Linked DNA regions of Mus musculus: regions 2, 3, 4, 5 and 6 are each linked to region 1. Evidence: chromatin contacts called from public Micro-C and promoter capture Hi-C data. All regions are on one chromosome and are shown on one strand. Each heading gives the region's core, a stretch centred on a gene start, on an enhancer-like site or on the middle of the called end of the contact. The rest is flanking DNA. Distances are from core to core; before and after follow the strand shown.

Region 1 (4,060 bases), core at 300-2,799:
CCGCGCCACAAGCGGAAGGGACTGTTACAGATTTCTTCAGAGCATTTCAGGCTCAGTATTTATTCCACTAAAGGGTTTCCCTGACTATTAAGGGTTTCTATTCTACACATTTACCCAATTAAGGTGATTGAAGTTGTTCCTTTTGTGTATGGTACAGAATATCAGATTTCTGGGGTCCCGTTTTAAAACAACTAAGGGAGACATTTTATCTGACAGAACTTCTGTAAATCTTTAGGGAAGGAGCCATAAGCAAAGCATTAGCTAGTCCTTCACCTGTCATTAACAGTGGACTTCATTAAGCCTGCCATGGCCTAGAATTACTCATAGCCTCTCTGGATGCATAGCTTCCTCGCTGTTTGCATGTCATGCCCTGATTGTTTAGCCACACAGAAAACTTAGCAATATAACTTTGCTTTTAATTCACCAAGAAAATGTCTAGTCCCTTGCCCTAGTGGAGATTTCTCTGTTATGGGAAAGTATCCGTGTTCCACCTGCTTCATCTAGCTACACACTCAGTCTGTCTTAAGGGCAAAGCCCAGCTCATACACCCCACAGCAGCCCAAATTAAAGTTGTTGCGAGTTGTATTCTAACCCTGTCCCAACCTAATCTGCCCAGGTTTAATTACTGCAGGACCTGCAAGGTGGGATCAGCTGATCAGTCCATGTCTTGGGGATGGTGAGGTGCAGCTGCCAGCTCCTGCCAGTTCAGGCCAGCTCTGGTTAGCTCCGGCTGGGGTTAAAGACCTAAGCACTCCAACCTGTCCCAGACACCCCTCAAAGACCTACTAAAATAGTGTCCAGCCCTTCGCAGAAGGACGGCAGCAGGTGCCCTGAACTCTCCCAGGAGAAAGCCCCCGGGGGCGGGAGGATGAGAGGGGTAAGTGGCCGCGGGAGGCTCCCAGTCCCGCCGCCACTCACCTTCTGCTGCCTCCGGGCCATGTCGGTGGGCTGCTTGGCGTTGAATGGGTACGCGATGCACCTCACCACGAAGACGTAGAGCTGCAGGCGGATGCGCCGCTCCTGCTCCTCGTCCAGCTGCAGCTCGGGCTCATTTCGCCCCTCGCTGAGTACCGAGGGGCTCGGGCTCACGGGTCTGGCCGCTCCGCCGCCGCTGCCACCACCGGAGCGTCCCGGCGCGTCCCGCCGCCCTTCCCGAGCCGCGGCCGGCGGCGCTCGCTGGGAGACGCCCGGCGCCACCAACACCTCGCGGCTCTCCTCCTCCAGCCCCTCGTCCGACTCCTCCTCGCTGGAAGACGGGTCGAGCATGGTGCTGGCTGGGACGCCTGGGCTTGGCCCGCGATCCCTGGGGCTTCTCGCCGAGCGCAGCTGTCCCCGCGGGTCCGCGGGAACCTAGGTCGGTGCGCCGCGGCCGCAGAACGAAAGGGAAAGTGGCCCGGGCTTTCCGGACACGTCGAGTTCGGCGCCCGAGTGTTTGCCGCGGCCAGGACGCGGGGCGGGCGAGCGGAGCGGCGGGAGGCGAGAGGCGGAGTTAGCGCGGGGGCGCTCGGGGCGCCCGGGGACCGCGCGCCCAGCCTCGGGCGTCCAGCCCGCGCGCGCGCCCAGCCCCGCCGCCGACCCCCGCCGCCCGCGCAGGTGAGGAACCTGTGGCGCCTCCCGAGCAACACGTGGAACGGAATGTCGAGGAGCGGACGCGGGGACGCGAAGTGCGCGTGCGCGCGCCGCCGCGCCCGCCACCGCCTGGACCGGGCGGCGGGTGTGCCGGGCGCCCCGGAGCGCGCAGTTTGCAGAGGGCGGGTGATGCCGAGCCCAGACGAGCACAGACGACCCCGGGCCACCATGCACCCAGTAGTCCTGCAGGCTTTCTGTAGGGGTGGCGGCGGGATAGGGACGGGGAACAAACACAGTCTCCAAGAGAGAGCTCCGGACAGTGCTGGGACCTGATTTGTGAAACCTGAGTGCTGAAAAGTGGGACCGGCTGCCTTCCCCTCGAAGTATTATTCTTTCTAGGAGACTTGAAAAAAGTCTCTCTCCCTTCGTTGCAGTGGGACACTCTCCAAGAAGTCCAAATTGTAATCGTCACAGCACGGGCATTAAAAGAAAAGTTGGCGCAGCGGCCGGTCCGGTCCGGGGTGGGGTGGGGTCTTTTAAACTGGTAGGTATTCCTGTTGTTTCCGGCAAACCCGCGAGCAAATTAGATTTTACGTTTGAAAAATGAAACTCTGACAAACACAGCTCAGTTGTTTCCTATGTTGAGATAGAACTGACTCAAACAAAACAGGTTGTTTTGGGTGGACAGACATTCAACAAACACCCGAGAGAAGGCCGGTGTCCAGCATTGTTAGCTTATGACAGAGGCACAAGCGAGGGCACACAACACAAAGTCGCTCTCTTTCCTGGCCTCAAGTGGGCGTCTCATAGCGGCACCTGAAGGCTGAATTATCTGCGCCGATTTTCTCGATGCTAGAACTGCCTCGCAGTTTCTTTTGCCATTCTGTAACTTCTGTCCTGAGCTCAGACAGAAGGGGAAATGCACAAAACAGGCATTCAACACATGGAACAGTGTGCGGTGGCATTCCAGCAAGGAGGATGCAGATCTCCAGGGAATTAACAGGACAAATTAAGCACCCACCAGCCCTGAGCTTCTCTGTCCCAGGGCCAAGCCGCAGTTTAAACTTTTCCAGGCCATTTGGTGGTTAGATACACAAAAACACTTTCCTTCTGCATCTACTGATGCTGTCCCTCAATGGAGAAAAAAGAGGGCATTTACTCCTAGGGAGCCTTCTCCATTAGTTAATCCTTGATTTTGGTCCCTTAGTAATAAAAAATGTTTCATGCCTACTAGCTGATGGTCAATGGTAAGGAAAAAATATATATATATGTGTGTGTGTGTGTGTGTGTGTGTGTGTGTGTGTGTGTACATATATTAAAATTGATGTATTTGAAGACTTTTTGCAAAACTCTGTGAGAGTATTTATCCAAAGTGATTATCAAAGTAACCTCCTAAGGCAGATAGGTGACATTATTAACGACACTATTTTTTTTTATATTTTATTTTTGGAGGAGGGAGATTTTCGAGACAGGGTTTCTCTGTATAGCCCTGGCTGTCCTGGAACTCACTCTGTAGACCAGGCTGGCCTTGAACCCAGAAATCTGCCTGCCCCTGCCTCCCAAGTGCTGGGGTTAAAGGCATGCGCCACAACTGCCTGGTTAGGTGGCACTATTCTGATGATTGCCCTTTGTACCAGATTTTGCTCTAAACTCTACAAGCATTACCTCCACTATTTATTTTCAGTTCTACAGTACACATATGGAACCTGAGGCTACAGCACCAGCCCCTGATGGACTCCCCATGGGCTCTCATTTCTAGGAGCAGTCTTTTCTGTTGTAATTTCTCTTGATTGTAAATCAGTACATTAAAATGTAGTGTTGATTAAGCTGGGGATACAATTCTGAAAGGCATAAGAGTGCTGGTTTAATCAGTCGTTCCTTTCTTTACTTTCTTTCCAGAGTATCTTTCAGTTTTATTAGTCACTACTACTATTACTTGGTGTGACAGCTGAGTACTTTCTCTCCATTTGATGCTTATTTTTTTCCTGTGAAAAATTATTAGAACTCGAAGATCCCCAAGCTTTGGAGATCCCACAGAAAAGCATGTAGTAGTCTTTTCTCCAAGAAGATGAAAATAAAAGGCATAATTTAAATATTCAAAAACAAGTCAGAAAGGAAGGAAAAAGAGTAAAAGAACAAATGAAGGCACAGATTTCAGTCCATAAAATATTGTACAGGTAGAATCTATTGATAGGCAGTTATAGCTTAAGATTTATAAGATGAGTAAAATCTGGTGCTAGATTTTTGTGGTGGTTTGAATGAGAATGACCCCCCCCCCCCCGCCATCGGTCCATAAACTTGAATATTTTGTCTCCCGTTGGAACTATTTGAGAAGAATTAGGAAACTTGGCCTTGTTGGAGACAGTGTGAAATTGAGTATGGGCATTAAGGTATCAAAGGCTGATTCCCAACGTAGCTCTCTGTGTCTCCTGCTTATGGATCAGGATGCAAACTCTCAGCTACTGCTCCAGTGCCATGTCTGCTGGCAGCC
Region 2 (3,997 bases), core at 1,198-3,697, 830 kb after region 1:
GTAAAGAAATTGAGCACTGACTACTTGTAACCATTTCAGTAACCCACTTATGCTTACAGTGAGCCGTGTTATCTTTGTCTATCGAAATATACTCCCACATCTGTCATTTCCTTGAAACCCTGGGTAAACACTACAGTAAGCTCTGAGCAACGCATATACTAGAACACAAATGAATGTCTGCCATGCCTGAAGTTCACGGGCCTGGTATGTGAACACAGTGAGCTACTTAATGTTTGATAGACTGTACACTAAAGGTACTAGACCAGCAAAGATGACCTCTACCCTGCTTGCAGGCAGCTCATATTAAAATAAAAATAAAATAAAAAGATTTCCCTAAACTGAAAATTATGCAAAAATTAATGCTGCTTTAAGAAATTTACATTTTATTTCTATTAATTTTATGTAAAAAATGAAGTAGTTATTCCTTTAACACCACTTTGAGAGACAAATCAATAAGGGGAACAAAATCCTCACCAAACAACATGATGTAGTGGAAAGTACAAAGTAACTGGGCATATAGTTCCAGTTACATTCCTAAATTACTATGTGACTTGGGGCCAAGAGCTCCATTTTCTCATTTGTTTAAAGAACTATAGAGGACAGACTTGGTTCATCTTTAAAGTAAATTTTCTCCCAAACTCTTTTTCTTCTTTTTTTGAACCACTGTTTTCTACTTTAGTCAGTGAACGCAGTGTTCTTTAAAGTCTAAATTTTAGAACAAGAAATACATCTTAAGTCCGATGGAATGATTTGGTTTCCCAAAGTCGATATGAACAGTCAGATCATGAAGTTAACAATTAATCTGGTAACTTTCCAGAAACTGTCTCCTCTTAACTTCTTCAGCAGGTGTAGTCTGATTCTGACATCTCCAACATTGCCAAGGGAGGATATGAAATGGTTCAGCTCGGCTGAAACTTCTCTGGGTGTTTCCTGGGTTCCAGAGGCACAGGCTCTGTGAGAGCTAGCAAACACGGCAGAAAGGGAGCCGGCTAGCATTCCAACAATCCCCCTTTCAACTCAGTCACCTCAGGAAGATCAAGATAAGGCCTTCACCCAGAGAACCTCCCCACCCCAGAAAGGCCTGCAGCCAACGTAATGAATGCTTCCGTCAATAACACCCATTCCCCTTCCCACAGAACTGCTTGCTCCCAATCCGCCATCTGGGGTTGGAATGGGCCTCCTCACAGCACCAAACTCAGAACCACTTTTGATCCCAAAGGCCGTGAGCTATTAGAAACTGTCGCTTCCCTACGCATGGCTTGGGAGCGAACAGCACCCTACACCCCACCCCACAACGCCAGGGAGGAAAAGAAAAACCCACAGTGGGGCGGAGAGCAGAAACTAGGCCTAGTTTCTGCTGGAGAAATAAACCCCGTTTTTGTTTTTTTGTTTTTGTTTTTTGCAATTGGGAGCAGGCGCATTTCCTGCCCTTGCTCTGATCCTAAGTGTCCATGAACCTGCACTGCACTTTATTCTCTCCCGGAATCCTTAAGGCGGACCGAAAATCCAATTCGCTTCTTTCCCCATCTATTCATTCCTAAAACCTCTAGCATTGTTAAAGAAGATAACCCAGATCCAGAAGTGGGAAGTGAAGCAAGGGCCAATGCTGGGATCCTGTCCTGAGATCTTAAGCTGCTGATGCACGAACAAAATCCCCTTGTGGTCTAGAGTAAAGTTTGAACCTGCAGCAAGGGCACGGACCCGGCCCGGCCCGGCGGACCTGGGCTACTGGGCAGGCCTATGGAGGTGACACTCCCTTGTTCTCCAGCAGCTGGGGGAGGTGGCTCCGGGCCGGGCAGGCCTGCACCCGGAGAGCTGGGTGAGGGGAGCCCCAGGGCCCGGGAGGCTGGAGGCCTGGCCCGCAGCAGCACCCCAGCCGTGCCGAGCCTGCCCCCCTTCTCCCTCCTACCCTTGAGTCCCGTTCCCCCCCAGCCCGAACCCGCCAGTAGACGTTGGGGGGTGGCGACAGGGGGGTCTCGGCTACTGACCACACATTTCTTGCCGAGGAAGGAGAAGAGAGACTCGTTCTCTTGCGGGGTGAGCAGCAGGGAGCCCACGTTGGTGACCCTCCGCGGGGGCTGCTGGCCCGAGCTCATGGTGTCGCCGGTGGGGTGGAGCGTCCAGGGTCGTCACTTCTGGCGGCGGGCGAGCACTCGGGTCCCACTCTGGGTGACAGGGGCGCGAGCCGGCGGTCACAGCCGCAGCATCCCGTCGTCGCTCCTCCGGCGCGCGGAGGCCGAGGGAAGGAGATGACGGCGGGCGCCCTCGGGCCGCGCGCCGACAGGGAAGCTCCGGGCTCCCGCCCTGCTCAGCTCCGGCTGGATGGTCGTTGTCCTAGCACTCCGGCGGCTGCGCTAAACTCCCTACTCCTCCAGTCCTCTGGCGGCGGCGGCGGCAGCGGCGGCGGCGGCAGCCGCACAATCCAACATGGCAGCGGGGGCGGGCGAGACCACGGGACGCGGGACGCGGGGGAGAGCGCCGGAAACTCGGCAAGGCGGGACACCCCCTCGGTTGCTGCGTGCCGGGGCGTGTCCTACCCAGGCCCCGCCCCTTCCGGAAGCGGCAAGGCTCATCCCGGTTGAGGTCTTGTTGCAGGCTAGTCGCCCCCACCAATGACCACCGCGCGCGTGCGCAGACTCAGAGCGAGGCAGGGCTGGCGGGTCTCCTACACTGACTGCCGAGCCGGACGCCCCCTTGCAGCAGCGCCCACCTTTGCGGAGCGTCGGGTCCGCGTAGCCAGTGTTTGTTAGGCATCGAAGCGAGACTCTCAGGCCGCCTGTCAGGGAGATCTAGTTTAGCTGGAGAGAAAGGTCGGCCGGCGTAGTTTCGGTCAGAGCCGCAGGTGCCTCGGGTTTCTGGATCTTAGTCCCGGCCGCCAACGGGGCGTGGAGGGACATTGCTAAGATCAGGATAGACATCTTCAGAGATGTCAAAAACAGAATCGCAAAAGGCGTCCACCACCCGCCTGGCGGATCTCGTGGGATAGGTGTGTGTAGTTTTTTCCTTGCCTTGTGAATTGGAAACTACCCCTCTCAATCTTTCTCTATCTCAAGTTGGAAGCACCTTGTCTCTTTAATTCAGGATGAATGCACGCGTTTGGGAATGTCGTGTAGGAATACACCTTACCTCTTTTTTCCTTACGAGTTAATTTCATGGCTCTGTATTCTAGGTGCAGGGACCTAGGGCCTGGTGCATACTCAGCCAGCTGAGCAATATTCCCAGCAGAAGTAAATAATGAGAATTCATTACTGTGTTTCATAATATTAAAGGTTAGTATAAAATCATTGGTTGAAAACTAAAAAGCTTTAATTTAAAAAAATTGGAATATAGAGATGATAAACCAGATTACAGCGAATTCTATAAAATGTACATCCTACTATTAACATTAATCATACAACGTATCACATAAGTTGTACTAACGATGTTTGCTAATTACCTAGTTCTAATTAAACAGTTGCATATTCAACTTTTATGACAAACTCTGGTAAATTTCTGATAGCTCTCAATACATTGATAAACTATTACCGACGAACTGAAAACAAAGCTGTAAAGCTGCCTATAATGCACATAATGAAATTGGGTGATGAAGAGCAAGCCTACAACAGAGGATGTGCGAATATACTCTTAGGAGTTCTCACATAGTATATGGATATCTCAAATTATGTTAATGTTAACGGAAAAGATAATCTTTAAAAGTGGCAAAACTTTTTAAAATAGTAGGTTTGTGAAAGGCACCATTTGAAGTACAAGAAATGTTTGAACCGTGGGGCTAAGAAACCTGGAAGATGAGTCAGTTTATGATTTGTTAAAAATGCACCTCTTATCAACTGAAAGCATGGTGACAGCCAAGATCATCACAAGTTCTTGAGAAATGTTTCAGCCCTGACATTTTCAAACTCGAACACTTCCTTATCCAAAAACATAGGCTGCGGTTGGTTCAAGGTTGAAGTTCCAGTTAGACGGTTGTTTAAATACATCCGGGAATTGCTTCTCTGTC
Region 3 (4,375 bases), core at 1,119-3,618, 660 kb before region 1:
CACACACACACACACTCACACACACACTCACACACACACACATTCACACACACACACACACACTCACACACACTCACACACACACACACACTCACACACACACACTCACACACACACATTCACACACACACACACACACACACACACTCACACACACACACACACACACACACACACACACACTCCACCTCCCACACACACTACTGAAACCAGAGTCATTCTTTAGCTGTCTCATTCAACAACCAAGGCTGTATCCAAAGAAATTCAAATCCTGAATTTGAAGTCTCACTAAAGGTGTTCTCTAATACATATGGTCACTCCTCTCCCTAGAAGATAAAGACTTCCTGGCACTTGAACAAAATACCCCAATGGGGAGGTTGAATTTCAAAATACATGCCTACCAATGTCTCCATTCTACTTACCGGGGATTTTCACTTCTAATTTTAGAACTGGAGGCATGTTCCATAGTTTTCTCTCTAAGTGACTCAAAATTCACAATGTTCAGTAAGTATAGACAAATATTTAATTTAATGTGAAATATTATTTATCTGCTTTAGAAGTTGCCAGATCTTTCCAGCCCTTAATGCTCCTGAGTCCATCTTTTAATTCATTTTGTAATTCGGCATTTCAGTAAAGTATGACTTCAAATCATCTGTAATGTGTTTGCTGTTTGCATCTTATAATTTTAAAAAATAAATTCTCCAGCTTTATGTTCATCGTGTGGATAGATAGCATGCTGCTACTTTATTAGATAATTCCACAGCAAATCACCTTTCTTTTGTGGTTTATTTTATTCTATTTGTACGTGTTTGTATTTGCTTTCATGAGTTTTTACGTACTACATGCATATAGGATGCAGCATAAGTTAGCAGAAGGCTCGGAATCAATCCCTCGGAGCTCTGGAGTCAGGCTTAGCGTGCTGAGATCCGAATCTAGGTTCTCTGAAAGAACAAGCCTTTGCCACTGCCGAGCCTTCTTTACAGCCCTACATGCTCCCGATTCCATACTTTAATTCATTTTTAATTCCGCATTTCCGTTAACTATGATTTCAAATCACTTATCATTGTGTCTGTGGATTGTAATGAGTTTCTCTTTGAAAATCTTTTTCTTTTCCTCACAATGTCTCTAGGCTGCAATTTACGAATTTGCCACTGGGTGGCACCAAATTTTACCTTTTTGTTTTTCCTTTGAACTTGGTACACAGTTGTAAATATTTAAGTTGTAGGAGTTAGTCAAGAATTAATTACTTTAATCGGGTAAAGCTGTACGCTAATCCCTATGTCAATGCTAAAGAACCAACCCTTGCACCATAGATTTGTAACAGAAGAAACAGCTGACGTGCCATAAGGGTTTATTACAGTTCAAAAGAGCTAGCTCAAGTTGCGTGCAGCATTGATGGGTACTTAAACCTGAAATTCGATTAACCCAAAAGAAACTGTTCAAATATGCTAAGTCACAACAAACATTAAGGAACCCATAACACAGATACCAAACATAACTCAGATGGGTTCCGGTTACATGCATCCATTTGAAGAAGATCTGAAGCTTACAAAAGCCACGTGCTTTCTTGGATAATCGGCTCCGGGTGTTCATATTGAGGTTCTACGCTCTTGACAGGATTTTTTTTTTTTTTTTGCGGGCTTTCCCAGGGCTATGAAGCTATCTTTTGATCTTCATATCAAAGGTAGTGAACATCTAAGATGCGGTTGTCCTTGGCTCGGGCTTCCTCTTTTCTCTGATAGCAATTTACACGTGCAGTCCCAACTGTATTTTATAATCCGCTGTCTGTAGGTTGCTGTCTCCTCATATACCAAACAAGTAAGAGCATGGGAGAAAGTGAGGGCGGGGTTCAAAACAAGTAGGCAAGAGAAAAGAGTCTTGCTGGACAGTTACTCTGCCTGTTTCTTAGACCAAAGATATTGAAATTACGGTCGAAGGCTGTGAGTTACTTACACTGAGGAGTTGGTCCACTGTCAGGCCTCATTGACTTTGCCTTGAACGTAGCCGCAGTATCTGGTCGTTCATTTTCCACTCCCGTGCTGTAACCCTTCATAAGCCTCTGTCCTTTCATCGATGGCCTCAGAACTCCTCTTACTTCTACCATATTGCTGCCTTCAATCGACTCAGAAGAGCTGACTCTTAGCCAGTGTGATGTCTCACTGCCGTTCAAAGGCCTCTATGATCAGGGAAATTTGTGACATTTTAGGTTACATCTACATAATTTCTTACTGCCCATAAGAATGTATGTATGTATCCATGCTCAAAATAATGAATTCCATCCTGTCTAAAATGGACACATTAGTAGAATTAGTAGAAAACCAACTACCTTCTTACAGCAACCTCTATCACTGAGAGCTGGGTGTGAATGTACCACGTCCACAGATGATGTCACAATATCATAGACTTCTGTAAATTCCTTGACTGGCCTAACTTTCATCTTTGAGCATCTCAACAGCTCACTCTGCAAGGACTCACCTCACTTTTAAAATTAGCACAGCAGTTCTCTGAACAACTCTGAGTCCCCAAGATAAGCCTATAGGATTTGTTTCAGAAAATATTAAAATAATACTCGGTGATCATAAGTATGCTTGCATGCGTGTGGGCGTACATATGTAGGTAAAGCTCTTGAAGTAGAATCGCTGTGCACTATAGGATGTAAGAGGCGTGTATTAGTTGTTTGCTTCTGTTTTCCTAGTTGTCTTGCCTTGGTTCTACTCTTCTTGTGAGGAATGCCATCATGCCCCAGTCCTCCTTAGATGTGACAGTGCTTTGACATGATCTATGTGTCCCCTGGTCACAGCACAGGTTATCTGTGTCTTACAGATCAGACAAATTCATCTCAAGAGCTATGGCAACCTAACCGATTTGACATACTTAATAAGTACACATGAAACTCGAACCCAAGTCCCCGGAACTCCAGAAGCTACAATGGATATACCCTGCTGTGGTTTCACATGTCAATTATACAAATATAAACATTGTTTCTATGGAGAACTACCTGAAGATGGAATGCCACTCCAAGATCTAGATTCTGGTTAGCCAGCTGATTCCTCTGTCAAAACCAAGGTTGAATCCATCCCAGGAGTCAGTCCTTCCTAAGAGGTTGAATTTGGATTCTGCAGGGAAGCACAGGCTACTTGCTTCGCATTTTATTTTTAATTGAGAACACCAGAGACATCAGAATGTGTCCGGTCACAGACAGCACTTTCAGTGAGGTGCTTTTGTTTATGGGAGAATTAGTTGTAATTCAAGGGAGAAGAAAACCCAAGCAACAGAAATGTGTGCTTATTTAGGCCAGAAAACGAGTTTGAGACTACTGACATCATAATTACTAATATTATTATCACTCCACTTTGTAGAGAAAAATACTAAGTTTCTAGTAACCTGCAAGGTAAAGATAGGGTCATGATTAATTCTAAGTGCCTTCTTGTCTTGTCCCAGAGAGACTAGAGTCCACAATAACCTGCCCTTCTGTATGCTTTAGCTGCCTTCTCTCTTTCCATGTCACCAAGGTCACAGCTTGACAAATTTATCTCTGAACTTGGAAGTTTTATTGGTGAGTCTCTCAGACAAAAATATTTTGTCCTAATGCATTCTTTCTTTTTTTAACTCTTGAGGGTAACTTTATTAAAGTTTAGGAGAGAGAAAAATAGACCCTAGGGCAGGCAATCTGTAAGTTGCTGCAACCACCCAGGGGAGGCGAATGGAGGAGAAGAAAAAGAACCATGCCATTTGAGCTGCCAGCATGGAGACCCACCACATAGTGGCAGACAACCCTGTGTTGAAGAGGCAGGCTTTAGAAAAAGAATAAAGAAGCCTAAGGCATCAGAAAAAGCATATTGAAGTTCTGGCCACCATCTGAAACAGACAGGAAAAAAAACAAAAAAACAAAAAAACCAAGTTGCATTCAGAAAGGTGAGCTGAGCCAGCTGAACCTCAGAGTGACTTAGCTTCTCTTCCGAATGCCTTCTAATGTTGATCTCAAGCACAATTAGAAGTGCTTAATATTTTCATGCTGACGTAAAGATGACATGACTCAGCTGAGGTGGAAATGCAGCCCCGAGTGGAGGCTTCCAGCTGGATGGGGACGTTCTACTGGGCAGGCCGAGGCTTTGTACCCTGTGGCATTCCCAAGGATGAGGTGGAAAGCACTGGTAGAAAAACGAATTCTTTGTACAAAAGCTAGCACACTCGCTCCAGCCTTTCGTTCAGTTTCATCTCTGCACGTTCCTCAAGGAAACAACTTGGAACTATTCAGAAGATAAGCCACAACCTAGCTTAGCTGCACACAGTTCGTTCTGCTACATGGAAACGTAAGGTTGAAGATCAGTCAAACCTTAGTCTTTAAGGATGGCGCTGATTCACCCTCAGTGGA
Region 4 (3,946 bases), core at 1,084-3,583, 680 kb after region 1:
GCTTTCAACTTTCTAAACTTTAGTACAGTTTTTAATAACAAAAGCCAGGAAGGGGAATTTAAAGATAACTATTTTGTAATTCTAATTTTGTCATGACCAAATTTGGGTTTGGTGGTGAGTAAGTACATAAAATCTATTCAGTCTGGGAAGTGTCAAATTGTATGAGAGGGTCCACAACTTCTACTCCGGATGCCTGTTCTCATGGCACAGAAGTTCACTGAGTTTTATAGACTTTGGGTCTGCTTAATTTTGATTTGCGGTGTTTTTATTCATTTGCAAGTTTTTCAATTAATGTTAAAAGAGTACTGTTAATTAAGTTAATATAGTTTTTAAGAACACAGAATATGCTTAAAAGGAAAAAAAATTAAGCCAGTAGAACAGAAAGGGAGAAAATAAACAGTGAAATAAACCTCTATTGTTAATACTCTAGTTTTACTTCTTAGAGTCAAGCAATATAATTTTACAAATTGTTCCTTGATGAATTTATAATTGGAACCCTATATCCTAAAATATATAAACTTTTCTGCGTTTTTAAACATTGATGCAGCTTTGTGGGTTTTACTCATTCTGTATTTAACATTTTAAAGTACTATGTCTACCTCATTTGTCTCAATAATTGTACAGTAACTTCATTACAGAGACAAGTAAGCCACAGTATATTCTATTGTTGCTCTACTGATGAACATTTAAACTGTCTTCTTTTTTTTAAGATTTTATTTATTTTATGTATATGAGTACACGGTAGCTGTTTTCAGACACAGCAGAGGAGGGCATCGGATCTTATTACAGATGGTTGTGAGCCACCCATGTGGTTGCTGGGAATTGAACTCAGGACCTCAGGAAGAAGAGTCAGTGCTCTTAACCACTAAGCCATCTCTCCAGCCCCCTGTCTTCAATTTTTATACAAGTAGAAAATAGGGCTGCAACAAATGTACATCGTCTTATTTACAAATTTAAACACACTATGAAAGAAGTTTCTATAATTAGGTGAAAAGACACAAAGATCTCCATTAAAGTCCATAAATAAAATTCTTTTCTTAAAATTTGACACTGTATTCCAGCCCTTTGATATTTGTGTGGAGGGAAGGTCTGAAATGGTTTTAAGATGTTTACAATTCAGTGTTTCATTGTTAAAGTATGCGGTGGTTTGAGGAAGAATGGCCCCTATAGGCTCATATAGTTGAATCCTTAGTCACCAGGGAGTGGAACGCTTTGATAGGATTAGAAGGATTTGGAGGTATGACCTTGTCAGAGGGTATGTCACTGGGGGTGGGCTTTGAGGTGTCAAAAGCTCATGCCTCTCTGCCCACCACCCTCTTTCTCCCTGGGGACCAGGATGTAGTACTCTCAGCTATTGCTCTAGTACCAGGCCTGTATGCTCACCCACCATGATGAGAAGGGACTAACTTACTAAGTGTAAGCAAGCCTCCAATTAAGTGCTTTCTTTTCTAGGAGTTGGCTTGGTCATGGTGTCTCCTCAAAGCAATAGAACAATAACAAAGACAGAGTGTCACGCTATTGGATGGAGGTATGGACCTCTTGGCACAGCATCTCATTATGCATCCCAGACTGGCCTTAAACTTGCCATCCTCCTGCCTCATCTCCCCAGTGCTAAGGGCATGCATCTCCAAGGATGCTGAATTTCCTTCATTTTTATATATTATCCATTCAAATATGTTTCAGTCTTTATTTTACTTTTAAAATAAAACTCAGTGGCTATTAAGATTGTATATAAAAAGTCTGCCACTTCATTTCTTCCCATTAAAGCCTGCTACATGTAGAATACTGGTAAGACAGAGATTCTGTCTTGTCTTTTATTTTATAGGCCTACTGAAGTTTTTGTTAGTAGGTAAGACAATGACTGGAGGAAAGCAGCATTCCTGGTAAGGAAAGTCTAAAGGCTGAATTCCCTGCAGACTGGAAATGGTGTCCATAGACCAGTACCAGATGCGGGCACTCTCCTCTCCTTAGCACCCAGGAGGCGGGGTGGTGTAAACCTCCCAGAGTGATCTTGTTGATTCAAGATACCATATCAGTGGGGAGGGGGGTAACTAGAGAAGGGTCAAAAGCGGTGTGATGCTTTGTAAGTTTTCTGTTTTTAAGTAAAGTTAAGGAGCACTGTCCTCTGACCAGAGAGCCCTGTATCCAAGAGAGATCGGCACCCCTGCAAGGCCTAGCATGCCAGGCTCACCCCCAGTTAGAACCAGCAGCCATCTAGGAAAGGGCTGCCAAACGTGTCCTCTTACCTGTTCAAGAAATAGCTATCACAGACCAAGAGGCTTCACCAGTCCTCGGAAGCAGCTCCTTTCTGCTTAGATGTTCTGTTGCTGGCGTATCCTAGCAACTGCCAGCTTCCTCTGCCAGGGCACCGCCCCCGCGCAGTGGGAAAGGAAACAGCCAGCAAGAGCAAAAGCAGAGGAGCCAGAAGTAGAGATTGTTTGGCGCCAGGAACTGAGACCTAAAGATTATTCCAAGTTAACCTTTCTCCGGGAGTTCTCTCACACTTCTGAAAAGGCAGTCCTGTAAACAGTCTAAGCTCACGGGTTACCTTCTTTTAAAAATGCAAATGTGAACACTGAGAGACAGGGATTATAAAGGAACACAACTGTGTGCTACCTAAGTTCTTTTGTCCAGTTAAGATCTTTCCTTTAGCTTCCTGGCAGCCAGAAAGAACAGGAAGAATTAATAACTACTCTGCTTTTATAAGTCAGGAGAAGCAAAGCTTTTTCTATCACCACGTTCTTTAGTCTTAAAATCAGTTTTAGAGAAAGGATCAAATATGTTCCCTGCACAAATTTCATGTGGTTATCTCACAATAACAGCAAAGGTTTAGTAATATCATTAAGCATAGCACCGTATCTGTATTTCGAATAGCCAATGCAATGATTCTATTGAAGGATTGCTATTAGCACTGCCATACTATTTAAAAAAAAAAATGAAACACACAAAGATTAAATGAGAGCCAGTATTAAAATCCAATCTGAATCGAGAGCCCAGATTTTTTAAAACCCTTACTATGTGCTATGTTTAACATCCTTTGATATTTAAAGAGCTTAATGAAATTAAAAAACGTGTTATAAAGTCCATTCCCCTCATTATAAAAGCCGTTGCCTTCTTTATACCTTGTTGCTACAAATCCACTCTCATCAATTTGCTGACATCACTTTCCCACCCCATCACTTTCAAAGGCTTATCATTCATTATTCTCCTGTTAGGGGCAGTATGCAAACACCAGGGTTAGGAATAGAGGCAGCAGAAAAATTCATATTCTTTCCACTGCTAAATGTAGCTTGATACCCACCACCTGTCTTAATAACTTACTGATAATGTACTACAAACTTAGCTTTATAGAATGTACTTTTCTTAGATGGTCTATCTACATAGGTTACTTGGATAGGTTACTAACACATCAAAGGCACACACACACACACACACACACTTTCTATCTCACAAATACATAAACGTGCTTGGCTATAAAAATGTCGATGTCCCCTGAATGAAAACAGCAATAGAAAAATAGTATTAATCAGAAAATAAAAACAAATCCATGCTTTTTTTTTATCCAATTTTACTTTTTATCCTAAATCTATGCCCTTGCTTAGGTCTTGTTCAAAATGTCATCTTGCACTTAGTCATAGGCTGTTCCTTTTAATGTGCTTCCACTTTTACAAAGTCGCCACCTAGTGGCTTTATGAAATCAAGCATTTCAAAGTAACTCCACATGGAAATGTATCTCTATAAAAAACAGGTAAGTAGAAAAACTATTAGAATAATTATTTATAATACTAAAGACCTAAACAGGTAAGTAGGAAAACTATTATAATGGATATTTATAATACCAAAGACCTAAAAATTGTTTTGAACTTATCCCTGACTTAATTTGCATCATTTGTGAACTTGTGAAGCCCCATCCTCTTGAAATTTTTGAGGTCCACCAGATGTTCAA
Region 5 (4,006 bases), core at 1,198-3,697, 590 kb before region 1:
GCGGCGGCTGTTGCAGCTGGGGCGGCGGATCGCTGCTTGGCTCCCCAGTAGGAGTGCGGGTCAGCCCCAGGCTGCTGTCGTGTAGCTTGCGGACGTGCTTCTTGAGGTCAAAGTTCCTACAAAAGCCCTTGCCACACGTGGGGCAGGTGAAAGGCTTCTTGTCGTTGTGAGTGTGCATGTGGAAGGTGAGGTTGTACACCTGGTGGAAAGCCTTGTTGCAGATATTGCACTTGAACTGTTTCTCCCCGCTGTGGGTTAACTTGTGATTTTTGTAATTCCCTGAAATAGAAAAAATAGCCCGGCTAAGATGATGAACAAAGCTGGAAAACAGGAGAGATGGTGCATAAAACATAAGGAGGCAGCCCGACGAGCCACCACAGTTTTGGCCCAGGGTTCAGGGCATTGATTCTTCTACGTTTGTTTTTAAGCACACTGAATTTATTTCCTCTACATATTAATAGACATTATTTATCCAGTTACACTAACCGAAAACTGGAGGTGGCAAAGAAACACCCTTTGACATATCAAACGTGCCTTTTCTTACACTGGTCAGACCAGATAGTAGGGAATAAAATTGACAGTCTTCTTCGGCTCAGGTAAGCAGGTACACTTTAGAGGTCATTAAAAAAAAATCCCGAGAATATCCAGTATAACTTTCCTATGACCACCCTGAGAAAGACATCTCCTGTGCTCAATACCTTTTTGATGAAATCCTTTGCCGCAGAATTCACACACGAATGGTTTGTAGCCCGCGTGAATTCGGGTATGTGTGTTTAACGTGGAACTTCTGTTAAATGCTTTACCGCACTGGTTGCACTTGTGAGGTTTCTCCTAAGCAGCAGAGAGAAAGGGAAGAATAGAGAACTTAATTTACAGTACTTGGTTATTGTGATGCGGAATCCTATCATCACCATACACTTTGAAGCTTTTAAACAGGTCAAAGATAACAACACAAGGCCTCCCAGTCCAGCCTCCACAGCCCAGAAGGTCTTATGCTAAAGAATGAGGCTATATCGATGCGTTTTTCCCCCCAAATGGTTCCAAAGCCTTTCGGGTAAACTTCTGACGGAGGAACATACCTGTGTGTGAATGATCTTATGCCGGCAAAGGGTGCTAGCTTGCCGGAAACCTTTCCCACACACTTTACACACGAAGGGTCTGGCTCCTGTGTGTACCGGCATGTGACGGGTTAAGTTATAGTGCGCATTAAAGACCTTAAAAATTAAACACAAAGGAAAACAGGTTAACGGAAGCACAGATTGGATCCAAAGTGATAAAAAGGAGGGAGGGGGCAAAACAAGTTTATACTTCCACTCCCCAAATACTAAAACAGAAGCGAGGGATGGAGAGAGGAAGGAAGAAAGGAAGGAAGGAAGGAAGGAAGGAAGGAAGGAAGGAAGGAAGGAAGGAAGGAAGGAAGGAAGGAAGGAAGAAGGAACTCCTGGCATAAGACTTGCCTTGCCGCAGACTTCACAAGTGAAAACTTTGGGCTTGGCATTTGGAGAGCCGCGGCTGAAATCCGAGGTTTTGAAAGCGATTTTTTCCGACAAAAGTTGGGCGCTTTCTTTCATGTAATGCTGCAGCTGAGCCTGGGACAGGTCTTTGAAAGCTACTCCCGAAGGGAGTTTCTCCACTGCCGGTACAACCAGTTTATTCCTTTCGGCTAAATACGTTTTGGGCTGTGGGTGCAAAGGGGAACTGAGAAAGTAGGAGGCCACCGGGTGGATGTTCACGCTCGCAGCCGGGTGGCACGGGCCGTCACCTCGGTTCAGGTAGCACAGGGCACCCATGGCGTGAAACGAAGAGTGGTTGACCACACGCGGCCTTACCAGCTTGTACTGCTGTAGTGGCAATGCGTCGCGGGCCAGGTCGCCCTTAAGACTTAGCGCGCAGTTGAGCAGGTCGCTGCAGCTGAACGCCGGCGCAGAGGGCGCCACCGCGGGCGGCGCCGGAACCTCCAAACTCGCCTTGCGGGGCTCTGAGCCATTCACTCCCGCTTTGGAGTTCGTGTCGTACGCCACGGGGACGAAAGGGATCATGCAGGGGATCGACGAGTTGAGATGCAGAGAGTGCTTGGGGTCCCCTTTGGGCACGGCTCCCTGCAGGAAGTGGGGGACCGGCAGGGCCTTAGGCTCAGGGGTGCGCGCCATGATTCGTTCGATGGAGAAAGCCAAGGGTTTAGATGTGCTCATCACGTTGCCCCGAGCTGGAGCAGTCGCTAGCATTTTGGTGGTCGCGTTGAGGCAGCTACTGTCCATGACTGAGTCGCCAGCGTCGGTCAGCCGGGGTTGAGTCGCGGGATCGTTGCCTTGTCCCCTGCTTGTCACAGACCTGCGGAGAGGACAGGCACCGTCACCACCAGCAGCCTCCTCCTCCTCCTCCCCAGCATCACCAGCCGAACCTGCCTGCCCAGCCCAATGGACTCCTGCCAGCCCATCGCAGAGTTCTTGGCGCACCAATGACTCGGGGACAATCACTACTTATTTCTATCAATAGAAAGTGTTGTGTCAATAACGCAGCCAAGATCTCGCCAATCGTTAACTTCCAAGAGGAGAAGGTAAACTAGATAATTGCTCAATTCGCTTCCAACAGTCAACAGGAAAACTTTTTTTCTCTCTGCAGTCGGTGACTACTTTTCATTGGTGAGAGAGCTTCCCCCGCCCAGAAGAGGCGGGGGCGCTCTCTGCAACGCGCAGAGCCCTCCCCGACGCGCAAGCACTCGCCCGCACACACTTCTCTACCCTTCAGCTGCCCCTCCCCCTAGCTTCCTCTGTCTTTTTAATTCTCAATCTGCTTAACCAGGCTTTAGAGGCCAAGCAAATCTGAGATCAATTTTCTCGTTTAGCTCTAAGTGACATCATCTAAAATCATTGTGCTAGGGCTAAATAAGGAAACAGAGTCTAATTCAGGGGCAAATGCCAGGCTATATTTATCAAACGCCAGGCTCTAGAAAGCCTTGACCAGGAAACCTCTGACGGCAAAATCCGAGGTTTCTGTGCTTGGCTTGCCTGAGCTCAGTTCGGGCCACGATGCCTCCTCCTACGCAGCCCACTTTCATCCTCCGGGACTCGAGGGGGTCTGGGGGGTGAGGTCGGGAGGTGGTGCTCATTCCCTGAATCAAGGAGTCGCTGCAGCTCGAGCCGCGTCTGGACCGTTTGGAAGACACCAGCAGGTAACTGGCCTCCCAAAATGCCCTTGAGATGTAAAGGCCTTGGGAGGCTTGTTATGCGTTTGTGGTTTTGTCAAAGCGATGCCCATGGCAATAGGCCTGGGAAAGACGCACCAGCACCACAAAGTTGAGTTGCAAAGAATAAGAGGGAGCCACACGGCCAGAGACCTAGACGCGGATTGAACTCACACAAACACACGCGTGAGCGCGCTTCCTTGAGTTTCCAGAGAGAACCCCGAAAGGGCATTTCTCCAAAGAACTTGCGCCCACTGCTCTTCCAGAGCAGAGGGTTTTAAACGTGGAGCGGAGAAGGGGAATACAATCTGTCGATCCCTACCCTGGCTGCCAGCGTCTGCGTGCGGCTCATCAGTGCACGCGATACCCCGCGTGTCTGTGCGCGCAGACGAACAAAGTGTGGTGGTCACGGACCATTTCTGCCCCCCCCCCCCGAGCGTTTGGAGACCCTAAGCGTCCCCTACCCCCCCCCACCCTCCCCCGCGCGCCCAGCGCCCTCCTGGTGTGACGCCTGGGGCCCAAATTCGCTAGCTGGGCGAGCTTTCCATGAAAAGGCCGGACGCTGAGGCTCCCATTGCGCGGGTCCCCGCGGCTCCCGCCCGAGTAGCGGCGCGCGCCTTCCCCGGAGAGGTCAACCGGGAGCCTTCGGTCGCCGAGAGCAGAACCCCAGGCACGCTCCTGGGGCTGCGGACCGTAGACAAACCCCCGCCGTTCTCAAGCCAGTTCCCGGAGGAAGCTGAGCGATGAGCCCTGAACCGCCTCCTGGAGGCCGCGGGAAGGAGCTGCCGGCAAACTCCAAGCACCGTCAGCCTGGTGAGTTAA
Region 6 (3,874 bases), core at 81-2,580, 710 kb before region 1:
AAGTAAGAATGCATCTTAAATTGAAGACAGCTTACATTCAAGAAATGCAGGAATTGTGATAAGACGTGTGGTTTTTCTAGAAGATTGGGGAAATACCGCCCATAAATAATAAACTCCCTTGTCTTCCTAAGTCACTTTGCAGAGTGACAACCAGATTGCACAGCCAGCAAGTTCTGAGCCCTAGGTCCACTCACCTTCATGGGAGGGAGGAGTGGATAGCAAAATACAGGAATTCATGACCACATACACACACACACACACACCCCACACACACACACACACACACACCAGGCCATCTGTGTTTTGAATAAAGAACTGGAAGGACTGTATAAATCATTGGTCATTCAGTGTGTTGTACCGAGCCTCACCACAGCTACACCTTGTCCAGATTCTCACAATTCATGACCCATAATATCCAAGAAATGACAGTCTCTACAGATTTAGGAACTATTTCATTTATTCATTCATTCTTTCTGTCTCTCTGTGTGTCTCTGTCTCTCTCTGTCTCTGTCTCTCTCTCTCTGTCCCTCCCTCTCCACCCCCCCCACCCCATTCAACCATGCAGAGTTGGTTACAAAGTGTGTCCACAGAGCTCTCTCCTTGAGCACAGCCGCCCAGAGTATCGAGAGTTTTGGACACAACTTGTTTAACTTTTTCATGCCCATCTCAAACGGATTGCAGACAGACCCAGCCAACCAGGTCTCTCTCAGTCACAGTTACTAGCCCTAAACCTGCAGCTAGGACAGGGAAAGTTTGGTATCAGAATTCCACCCAGCCAGGGGGACTAGGAGGAGATCAGAAAGAATCTTGCTCTCTTCATCAACCACTACAGGCAAAGAAGCTTTCAGTCCAAGAATAAATAAGTTATTCACTCTGCAACTTTAATTTTAACACTGACCCGTATTGTCTTCCTCAGCAACAGACCACAACCACCAGAGCCCACCTGCCAAAAAGTGCATGCCCCTCCCCCTTTCTATTCAGAAGCCGTAGAGCTGAGCCTGAAGCCCTTCCTCCCCCCCAGCAAAGCTGGGCAGCGATGCCTAAAGCTTGTGTCACCTCCCTAGTTCTGTCACAGTGAGCTTCGAGGTCGCCCCGCGGCTTTGGGGCGGGAGGCCGATTTCTCGACTAACAGCTGGAGTCCCGCGGCTGAGCTGGGAGCTCCAAGTGCATCCTGCAGGCAGAGGTCGCGCCTGCATCCGAGTCGCCCTCCCGGCCCCCTTCTCACCTTGTAGGTTATGGATCAGTCCCCAGCCACCCAGAGCTCTTGAATCTGGACCCTACAGACTGATTTCCCTGCAAAAAAAATTGACTAGGGGGGCGGGGGCCCAGAAGGAGGAGGAGGTGTTTGCTCAACTTTTAAGTACGTCACAAGTCTTCCTTCCTGCAGCCAATCAACGGTAGCTTTGAAGGAACAACCTTCTCTCCTACCAATCAGCGGTGCTGCCAGGTACTAGGTCATGCCCTGCCCCTGCTCTACCCTGAAGTTCATCTGCCTGAAAGATCTCTGACCCTAGAGCTTACTTAGCTCATGGCATCGGGTTCTCCCTAAATGGCTATTGATCAGGTTTGTAACTCCCTGTGGCAGTAAGCCCACGAGGGTAGGAAAAAAACAGCAAAAAAAGAAATGTCTGGACAGTATCTACTAAGGAAATTTGCATATCTCCTGGAAAAACGTTGCAATTGCTTGTGTCTTGTTTGTTTTGCGAAGCACACTTTACAGAGCCTTTTCACAGCTTAGGAAGCTCAGCCCAATGGAAGTTTTCTCGTGTTTTAAGAATCCTAATAGCGGAGGACCTGGAGAGCACGGGGTACAGTACACTCCATTCAAGGAACAGAAGTTTAGGGATGACAAATGTATTACAATTTCCAGTATTGCTGAAATGCGAGTTTCGTAAAGACTAGCCTCAGTGACGGCGGAGCCTTGGGGTCATAGCCAGAAGGGTTTGACCCTCCTGTTTCACAAGTTCCTCCTCCATTTAGACTTGTTAGAAGGCAAGTTTCTGAAAATAAGCCCAAAGTGCTGGATAGTTTGTGTCAATTTGATACAGGCTAGAGTCATCAGAGAGGAGGGAGCCTCAGCAAGAAAAATGTCTCCATAAGATCGGGCTATAGGCAAAATTGGCGATTCATGGGAGAAGACCTATTGTGATTGATGTTATCCTGGAGGTCCTGGGTTCTGTAAGAAAGTAGGCTGAGCAAGCCACTGGAAGCTAGCCAGTAAGCAACACCCCTCCATGGCCTCTGCAACAGCTCCTGCCTCCAGGTTCCGATTGAGTTCCTGTCTTCATTACTTTTGATGATAAGCTGTTATATGGAAGTAAACTAAACCCTTTTCTCCTAGTTGTTTTTTTGGTCATGGTGTTTCATCACAGTGATAGACTCCCTAACTAAGACAAACTGACTAGACAAGCTGGTACCAGAATAGTGGGGTATTGCTGTGAGAGACCAGGCAGGCAGACACATGCACATGTAGGTGAAACACACATAAAATAAAATAAATCTTTTTTAAAAGAAAGAAAAGCTATTGAGTGTTGAGGTCTCAAAGGGCTGTTTGGTAGGAGTTTGGAAGATAAGAACACTGAGGACAGTGCAGACAATGGAGGTCTGGCTTGTCAAGTTTCAGAGAGAAATTTAAAAATTCTACCAGGGCCATTTGTTATTTTGAATTAAGATGCTCTGGTTCTTGTTAGCTGGGGCTGACTAAACAACAAGATACCAGAACTATTACAGTGAAAACTTTACTTTGCTGGAATATTTAATGCTGGTCAGTTGGGGCGGAAAAGTTAGCAGTGATTAAGAAGGGGCCAGCATCCCTGAGGTGATGTCTTCTGTCAAGTGTTTCCTTGGAGTCAGCATATAGATGTGTTCTGGACATGGCCAAGGTTGTACCTTGTGCTGGTTTTGAAGGTGTTCGTGAAAAGAAGCTGAGGTTTGGCACTGTATGGCCGAGTTGGGCCCTCTGATGAGAGCCCAGGTGAGCTTAGTGGTGAAAGTGCAGCCCAGATGCAGCAATATATCCCAGCATTTTGGAGATGTCAGCACTATAAGTTGACCACCAAGAACAGAAGCAGCAGTGGAGTGGAACCTGCCACAGCCTTGAAGACATGCTGTGTGTGCTGCAGAGAGCAGAGCTGGAGAGATAACCCAAGCCCCCTTGGACGAGCCCAGAGGGTCACGAGTGAATAATCCAAGATTATTGGACACTGAGTTATTCACGCTGGTAGAAGTTTATTTTTGCTTCGTTCAGATTTTGATTGTGCCCTGACTCTTCCCTCTTGAAGAATGTATTTTAACTTAATTTTTACAGGAGCCCACATCTGAAAGACTTGGAACTTTTAAAAGAGATTTGGGATTTTTTTTTAAGAGAATATATGTTTTAACAAGACTGAACGTTTAATGAGTTTGAATTTGTGAAGACTGTGGGACTTTTAAAGTTCTTTTTGTTTTCCACGAGAGGTCTCAGTGATGAATGAGAAAGGGAAGATGTAGATAAATGGCAGTGTGTGTGTGTGTGTGTGTGTGTGTGTGTGTGTGTGTATGTGTGTGTGTGTGTCAAGTTGACAAGGGGTCAATTGAGCTGGATAATTTATGTCAACTTGACACAAGCTAGAATTATCAGAGAGGAGGGATCCTCAATCAGGAAAATATCTCCTTAAGATCAGGCTATAGTCAAGCCTATAGGGAAAGTTTTTACTTAGGGAGACAAAGGGGAGGCCCTAGCCCATTGCACATGGGGCCATCCCTGGGCTGGTGGTCCTGGATTCTATAAGAAAATAGGCCGAGCAAGGCAAGCAAGCCCAGAAAGCAACCCAGGAAGCAGCACCCCTCCAAGGCCTCTCCATAGCTTCTGTCTCCAAGTTTCTGCCCAGCTTGA

Evidence for each region. Promoter capture Hi-C pulls out the DNA fragments that hold promoters and counts their contacts. A called contact is a pair of places that touch in the nucleus more often than the background predicts.
Region 2: a promoter capture Hi-C map of hippocampal neurons shows a contact between it and region 1, with 3 times the contacts expected there. The contact joins the promoter of Wasl here to the promoter of Cadps2 in region 1. A contact is called at or near these places in 3 of 39 promoter capture datasets (hippocampal neurons and liver) and 1 of 484 Hi-C or Micro-C datasets (nephron progenitors).
Region 3: a promoter capture Hi-C map of hippocampal neurons shows a contact between it and region 1, with 4 times the contacts expected there. The contact joins the promoter of 4930554P06Rik here to the promoter of Cadps2 in region 1. A contact is called at or near these places in 2 of 39 promoter capture datasets (hippocampal neurons and second pharyngeal arch cranial neural crest).
Region 4: a contact with region 1 is called in a promoter capture Hi-C map of hippocampal neurons, with 6 times the contacts expected there. The contact joins the promoter of Iqub here to the promoter of Cadps2 in region 1. A contact is called at or near these places in 8 of 39 promoter capture datasets (cranial neural crest, embryonic stem cells, frontonasal cranial neural crest and 3 more), 7 of 484 Hi-C or Micro-C datasets (LSK cells, cerebellar granule neurons, cerebellum and 3 more), 3 of 115 datasets of contacts at active chromatin or transcription factors (astrocytes, bone marrow-derived macrophages and forebrain) and 1 of 9 other capture datasets (embryonic stem cells).
Region 5: a Micro-C map of embryonic stem cells shows a contact between it and region 1, with 7 times the contacts expected there. The contact joins the promoter of Fezf1 here to the promoter of Cadps2 in region 1. A contact is called at or near these places in 5 of 39 promoter capture datasets (cranial neural crest, embryonic stem cells, liver and 1 more), 13 of 484 Hi-C or Micro-C datasets (LSK cells, differentiating embryonic stem cells and embryonic stem cells) and 3 of 115 datasets of contacts at active chromatin or transcription factors (all in embryonic stem cells).
Region 6: a promoter capture Hi-C map of liver shows a contact between it and region 1, with 3 times the contacts expected there. The contact joins the promoter of Aass here to the promoter of Cadps2 in region 1. A contact is called at or near these places in 2 of 39 promoter capture datasets (both in liver).

Annotation. Positions count from the first base shown.
Region 1 is chr6:23,837,872-23,841,931 of GRCm38.p6, forward strand. Cadps2 (Ca2+-dependent activator protein for secretion 2) reads right to left here and starts at 1,550. Exons shown (of 30, transcript NM_153163.4): 1 at 919-1,550. The coding sequence starts at 1,266.
Region 2 is chr6:24,662,548-24,666,544 of GRCm38.p6, forward strand. Wasl (WASP like actin nucleation promoting factor) reads right to left here and starts at 2,448. Exons shown (of 11, transcript NM_028459.2): 1 at 1,989-2,448. The coding sequence starts at 2,096.
Region 3 is chr6:23,179,147-23,183,521 of GRCm38.p6, forward strand. 4930554P06Rik (RIKEN cDNA 4930554P06 gene) reads right to left here and starts at 2,369. Exons shown (of 2, transcript NR_167898.1): 1 at 2,327-2,369; 2 at 1,335-2,176.
Region 4 is chr6:24,512,734-24,516,679 of GRCm38.p6, forward strand. Iqub (IQ motif and ubiquitin domain containing) reads right to left here and starts at 2,334. Exons shown (of 13, transcript NM_172535.3): 1 at 2,247-2,334.
Region 5 is chr6:23,245,817-23,249,822 of GRCm38.p6, forward strand. Fezf1 (Fez family zinc finger 1) reads right to left here and starts at 2,448. Exons shown (of 4, transcript NM_028462.1): 1 at 1,458-2,448; 2 at 1,080-1,214; 3 at 699-831; 4 at 1-279. The coding sequence starts at 2,258.
Region 6 is chr6:23,131,656-23,135,529 of GRCm38.p6, forward strand. Aass (aminoadipate-semialdehyde synthase) reads right to left here and starts at 1,331. Exons shown (of 24, transcript NM_013930.4): 1 at 1,226-1,331.